Regions from separate parts of the Mus musculus genome. Here region 2 is linked to region 1. A link is a contact called in public HiChIP or PLAC-seq data. All regions are on one chromosome and are shown on one strand. The core of a region is the stretch at or near the end of the contact, and the rest is flanking DNA. Distances in the headings are between cores, read along the strand shown.

Evidence for each region. HiChIP or PLAC-seq counts read pairs in DNA pulled down with a chosen protein or histone mark.
Region 2: an H3K27ac HiChIP or PLAC-seq map of embryonic stem cells shows a contact between it and region 1, with 10 read pairs. The contact joins two enhancer-like sites. A contact is called at or near these places in 13 of 39 promoter capture datasets (the 3T3-L1 cell line, the C10 cell line, the HPC-7 cell line and 6 more), 4 of 15 datasets of contacts at CTCF or cohesin (CD8 T cells, the G1E-ER4 cell line, large pre-B cells and 1 more), 33 of 484 Hi-C or Micro-C datasets (the C2C12 cell line, CD8 T cells, the CH12 cell line and 19 more), 20 of 115 datasets of contacts at active chromatin or transcription factors (CD8 T cells, the HPC-7 cell line, the NIH/3T3 cell line and 10 more) and 4 of 9 other capture datasets (adipose tissue, embryonic stem cells, liver and 1 more).

What each region holds. Positions count from the first base shown.
Region 1 is chr11:22,828,980-22,832,326 of GRCm38.p6, forward strand. No RefSeq gene overlaps it. Among named protein-coding and RNA genes, the nearest start is that of B3gnt2, 29 kb to the right of the region's middle. Within about 2 kb of position 1,537, at least 67 of the 459 cell types and tissues checked have an H3K27ac peak or open chromatin away from gene starts, as enhancers often do. A contact at or near this core is called in the C2C12 cell line, the HL-1 cell line, the NIH/3T3 cell line and 2 more, where this site is marked.
Region 2 is chr11:22,947,307-22,950,610 of GRCm38.p6, forward strand. The region is part of intron 2 of Commd1 (COMM domain containing 1); the gene reads right to left. Among named protein-coding and RNA genes, the nearest start is that of Zrsr1, 23 kb to the right of the region's middle. Within about 2 kb of position 2,030, at least 36 of the 459 cell types and tissues checked have an H3K27ac peak or open chromatin away from gene starts, as enhancers often do. A contact at or near this core is called in the C2C12 cell line, the HL-1 cell line, the NIH/3T3 cell line and 2 more, where this site is marked.

The DNA.
Region 1 (3,347 bases), core at 287-2,786:
GGCTGGTCTGCCTTGATAATTAGCACACAGTTAAAGAAAGCTGGAGAGAAGCACACAGATGTTCTGTACTGTTTTTGTGTCAAAAATAAAAAAAAAAAATTTTAAGGGCAGCTGGAGAGACAGTTTGGCAGTTCAGAGCACTTAGTGCTGTAGCAGAGAAGCTGAGTTCAGTTCCAAGCATCTTCATGTTGGCTCACAACTGCAACTCCAGTTCCAGGGGAGCTGGCACTTCTTCTGACCTACTTGGGCTCCTACAGCATGTGGTGAGCATCCATATGTTCAGGCAAGGGTGTGCGTGTGTGTGTGCGCGCGTGTACGTGTATATGTGTGTGTGTGTGTGTATGTATGTGTGCGTGTATGTACATGTATGTGTGTATGTGTGTGTGTGCGTGTGTGTGTGGGGGGGGTGTGCATGTGTGTGTATGTGTGTGCGTGTATGTGTGCATGCGTGTACAAGTATGTGTGTATGTGTGTGCATGTGTGGGTGCGTGTGCATGTGTGTGTGCATGTGCATGTGCGTGTGTGCACGCGTGTGTGCATGCATGCACGCATAAGTATTTTTTAAAAATATACGGGCTGAATAGATGACTCTGCAGTTAGGAGCACTTGAGGCTTAGGCTGAAAAACTAACTTCAAGGTTAAGAAAATGTGTTGTTCTTGCAGAAGACCTAGATTTAATCTCTGTGGATGCACAGTAGCTTGCAAATGTCTATTAACCCCAGTCCCGTAGGATCTGACACCTTCTTCTGACCTTTGTAGACTGCAAGCATGCACATGGTGTGCAATCATACATGAACCCAAAACACTCACACACATAAGTAATAACATAAATAAACATTACTAATATATTTTAAAGAGCATTTCTTGCAGAGAACCAGTTTGGCTCTTAGCACCTTGTAACTTCAGCTTAAAGGCTGATGCTATCTTCTGGCCTGTGGGAACCTATAGAGACACACGCATACACATAACAAAAAATAAGAGGAAAGTTTACATTTTAAATTACTTTTAAGGTTTTCCAAATGAAGTCACCCAATAAGTCACTTAGGATATTCAGCTCATTGGGCTGGTCTACGGCAATGAAGAGGTGCCCTGGGGTGAAATAAAACATACTTTTACATTTTCTGATACATTACTGAACACATGCCACAGGGAGTGGTTTTTATTGTTTTGTTGAAACAAAGTCTTGCTTGGTAGCTGAGGCTGGCCTCACAGCAAGTGCCAGCACAGTGACCTTGTCGGCTTTCAGTTGCTTTGTCCTCGGGATCACCCCTGTAGCTGAGTTTGTATTTGACTGCAGGGTGGGACCCCACTTACATAAGACCTTCTCCCACTTCTGGAGGTATGACTTGTCTGCCTTCTAGCACGGCATGGCCCTCCCAGCTGGAGAGACAACTGAGAAGCAGTGGGCTCCCAGGGGGCTGCTTTGCATCTTGTTTGTCTTATTCTTGGGTCCAGCAGGTCTCTGTAAGCTTCCTAGCCTTCTAGACAGTGCACTAGCACCCCACCCCCTTCATTCCTTCCATAGTGACTCACTTGAAGCTTTTGCAGTGGGATAAATACAGACATTCCCACCGAGTTTAAGCCCTATAATGTACCTTCCGCTGCCTACTGTTCATTTCTCATTTCCCACAAGACAAAAACAAGACCGTGAGGCTGTTGCTATGCGAGCGGCTCATGTGTGCCCACATTTGATTACGGTCCTTATTTCTGTGTGCCTGGGCTCCTCCATCTCACCAGACAGGAGAACAGATCCTGCCACCAGAGAGTCTGAGTGCAGGCCTTAGCAGCAGCTTGGGATGCAGGACTGACTTGTAGCTTGCCCAGTGCCGGGTCTCTGAGCAGGTAGGAGGTTTCGCACAGCTTCCCCTCTGCCAGCACAGCTCGACGGTTTCAGCGGTTTCAGCTTCCCTTCTCTCTCCATCCAGCAAAGTGCAGACATGTTCATTCCCATCTCAGTCCTGGCCATGTTTTGCAATGCGGAAGAAGGTATTTTGACCCCAGCTGCCTGGAGCCCTTGGATGAGAGAGAGGGAGAGCTACAGAGGGTCACTAAACAAAAGGGAGGCAAGACCTGGGGTTTTCTCTGGGGTCTGAGCCTAGCCACTTCCACCCGTCCCAGCAAGGAGCTGTTGAACGGACTTGAGTGGCTGTGAATGAGCCCAGGAATGAGCTCGTCTTCTCAGGGCCATCCCCAGCTACAGCAGTCTGTGACACAGCTGCACAGAGGAGAAGACAGGGACAGAGCTCTGCTGCTGGTCCTTCCTGGGCAATTCAGTTGGCACCAACAGGGTAACATCCAAGCAGGTGGCCATCTCTGCAAGACAGTCAAAGGTGGGTCAGCTCTGGGGCATCTCTGTAAGACAGTCAGAAGGGGCACAGCTCTTCCACTGTAGAGGACAGAGAATGCTGACCCTGACCAATAGGTCAAAAAAGAATACAGACTAATCCCACAGTCATGGACACTGAACTTAGAGAACAAGTTATTGCCTTGATCTGAGGGGACAATAGCCTGAGTCCCGAGCTATGCAGAGCTAAGGTATTCACCCCATTCCCTGCCTACCAGGTAAGAACACTGTTCTGTGGTAGACCTGCAAAAAAGAAAGAAAAAGGGAGGGAGGGAGGGAGGGAGGGAGGGAGGGAAGGAGGGAGGGAGGAAGGAAGGAAGGAAAAGAAAGGAAGAGGAGGGAAGAGGAGGAAGAGAACAGGCAAATTATTGTTTTTGTTGTTGTTGTTGTTTTTCCGAGACACGGTTTCTCTGTTTAGCCCTGGCTGTCCTGGAGCTCACTTTGTAGACCAGGCTGGCCTCAAACTCAGAAATCTGCCTGCCTCTGCCTCCCCAGTGCTGGGATTAAAGGCGTGCACCACCGCGTAGGCAAATTATTTTTAATCAGAAAATGGACCCTTCCATTTCTATACCAAGTGCTCCTTTGCTACAGAGCATTGGAAAGAGACCCGCTGACTAGGACGGAGAAAGGGTCAGAGGCCACCACTGGACTCCACGATACTGGAAAACTCACGATAGACACGTGGGACCTCTCAGTCCTTCTGCATTTCAGGAAGAACCCAGACATCCTGCAGAGTTATCTATCACCAAGGAGTTCTGGGAAGAGTAAGATCAGCGACTCTAGGCAGGGGGGTGGAGGGCACATATGAAGGTTTCCTGTTGGCTTAACGACCCAACGGCCTCTCAGGACAGAAGACTAAACAATGAGTCTGACCCAAAGGAAATGCACAATATTTTTAAAAATGATTTTCTAGAAATTGTTACATGTCGTGTGTCCAGATACAACCCCGAGGAGAAAGGAGACAGGAGGTATCTAAGGATAAGGCCGGGATTAGGGAGTCAAC
Region 2 (3,304 bases), core at 780-3,279, 120 kb after region 1:
AGGCAGAAGCAGGCAGATTTCTGAGTTGTAGACCAGCCTGGTCTACAGAGTGAGTTCCAGGACAGCCAGGGTTACAGAGAAACCCTGTCTCAAAAAAAAAAAAAAAAAAACCAAACAACCAAAAACAAAAAAAAAATATTCTCTTTGCCCAAGGCTATCCATTATCACCAGCTTACCAGCCATTTCCAAAGGCTCTGACTCACAGGCCACTGTCAGTGTCTTTGAAAGAACAATGCACATTTAGTAGATGGAAGTTCTGAAAGTTCACACCTTACTTTAAAACTGGAGGCTTCCTGATAGTCTCAGAAAAAAAATCGGTTTGGAGAAACACTTGGCCTTGGAAAGAACTGTTTCCACTTCCTATGGACACCATTGGAGGTAGGGCCTCTAGTAACCAACGTACCCTGCATCATAGCACCCACGGCAAGGGCTGTTTTCAGTTTTCAGCATCATTACCCCACTACCAGCAAACAACATTTAAACTCTCTAAGTATGTAACCTGACAAAACAGAACCTGTCAACTCTACAAATATAATGTATCAAGAAAGAAACCCACAAGTGTTTTTCATTCTGAAGAAAGCTAGAGAGGCACTAGACAGACAGCTCAGTTGTTGGCTACTGCTCACAACTGCCTGTTAACTCCAGCTTCAGGAAATCCAATGCCCTTTTCTGAATCATATTTACACACATAAACACACATGTGGACATATAATTAAAAATAAAATCAAATATAAAAAATTAGACCTGGAAATTTTATTTTATCCACAGAGAATAAACAGATTCATTTAAAATACACTGTAATCATGAATAAGGAAATTTAAAGGTGAATTTTATCATATGTTAGTTCGGCAGTTCTGAACTTTTGGGGTTGAATGACCCTTTCATGGGGACTGCCTAAGACCATTGAAAAACAGATATTTACATTACAATTCATAACAGTAGCAAACAAAATTAGAGTTATAAAGTAGCAGTAAAATAAATTTATGGTTGGTGGTAACCACAACATGAGGAGCTGTATTATAAAGGACTCAGTAGGTTGAAAACTACTGTGTTAGGTACTGGAATCTACTGACTTAAATGAACTATCACATCCCAGCGTGTACTTATCTGGAGGAAGAGCTAAGCTTTGCAAAACACCACACTACTGAGGGAGTCAACCTCTCTAAGAAAGGCCACTCTGATGATATCCCTCCAGTGAAAAGGAAGAGCACAGCTGTGCTCTTTAAAGCTCTGAGAATTACTTCTATATTTTTGAACACCAACTTTGTTATTTTGTTTACAAGTTGTACAATTTAAATACACAAGATAGGAATAGTTGCCTAAAGAAGAGCTCATTGGTCCAAAGTGTAACAATATCCTCATCAAAGGTTATCCTCAGCTGGGCAGTGGTGGCACATGACTGCACTCGGGAGGCAGAGGCAGGCGAATTTCTGAGTTCGAGGCCAGCCTGGTCTACAGAGTGAGTTCCAGGACAGCCAGGGCCACACAGAGAAACCATGTCTCAGAAAAAAGAAAATAAATAAATAAATACATACATACATACATGGCTATCCTCCTGACTTATTTCCCAAAGGAAATCCATGAAATTCCAATCCAAGCATAAACAAGGTGAAAGATCAACAAAATGACTACTTCCACAGCTACTGTATTTAAGGCTTTCATAGTTGATGATGGAAATACAAGTTATAGGCCAAATGAGGGCAGTTACTAAAGGGCTCTTAGGCACTGCATGGTAGGGGTGACAACACTACCATCTCATTTACAACTCTGACTTTAAATTTCTATCTAACCCATTTGTTTCCAAAATTAACTATAGATCCCAGTCTTCATCTGGTGTATGGAAGGCAGCATAAGAATTACTCTAATTAATGGGGGAAGGGAGTGGTAGTTTGAATAAGAACAGCCACCACAAGCTCCTACTTTTGAAAGTTTAGTCATCAGGGCGTGGCAGCATTGAAAGGGATTAGGAGGTGTGGCCTTGCTAGAGGGAGTGTGTCACTGGAGGTCAGTGGTTCTCCCAGTGGCCAGTGGATCTGGATGTAGCACCAAGACTGCCTGTGTGCTCCCATGCTTCCAGCTATGACAACAATAGACACAGTCATGGTGTTTCTTCACAGCTGTAGAACAGTGACTAGGACACTTCTACCAAGCCAGTGCTCTGAAACATTAGACTGGGAACACAGCTGGCTAAAGTAAGTTTATTCTTGAAATGCAAATGTAGGCCAGCACTGATGCTAATGGGCCAGCATCAGACGAGGACAAACAGACAAATTCGGATTTACACACAGGCAAATGGACTCCAATGCCGTGCACAGCACAGACTTCCTGTCCACCACTATCTCATAGACAACTCTGAAAAATAAAGGATTATTCTAAAAATCTTACATCAGACTTTCCAGGATTGAAACAGAAACCACCAGGAGACTGAGTTTATTAATCCAGGTGACAAATGGAAGCCAATCTCAAAGTAATTTACAAGTAGACTTTAAATTCAAAAGTCTGGTGGAGGGCTGGTGAGATGGCTCAGTGAGTAAGAGCACTGACTGCTCTTCCGAAGGTTCCGAGTTCAAATCCCAGCAACCTCATGGTGGCTCACAATCATCCGTAATGAGATCTGAAGTCTGGTGGAGCTAATTTATGATCTGCATTCAAAACCCTATAGAATGTGTCTTCAAAGAACATTAGGAAAACTTAGAATTGGTTCAAAGTTTAACTAAGAAGACTCTGCTACAAACAATGGCCATACATCAGCCCCAGAGACGCCATTATCAGCTCTACTTTAAAGAAATTACTTGTCCAGGTGTGGTAGCACATGCCTTTGATCCAAGCACTCAGAAGGCAGAAGCAGGCAGACCTATGAAAAGTCTGAATCCACCCTAGTGTACAGAGCAAGTTCCAGGACAACACAGGGCTAAACAGAGAAACCCTGTCTCAAAAAGAACAAAAACAACAACGTCTTTCTATTTTTCTTTCTGTATCTATGTCTGTGCCTGAGTATGTACAGGAGCCCACAGAGCCAGCAGAGGGCGTCGGAGCCCCTGGAGCTGGAGTTATACCTACGTGCTGGAACTGACATGGTTCCTGTGCAAGAACAGCAAGGACGCAACTGCGGAGCCATCTCTCCATCTCCCTCCACTTCTTTCCACTACCACATACAACCTATCCACTGAATTAGCTTTTGTTCCCACATGTTTATCTTGAAGTGGTAACAGACAATACTTTAAGACAATGGGACCTTCAGAAAAACACAGTAAATTGAAACATTTGTTGTCTTCTAACTTGAGTAAAGAATTACTTATGTGAT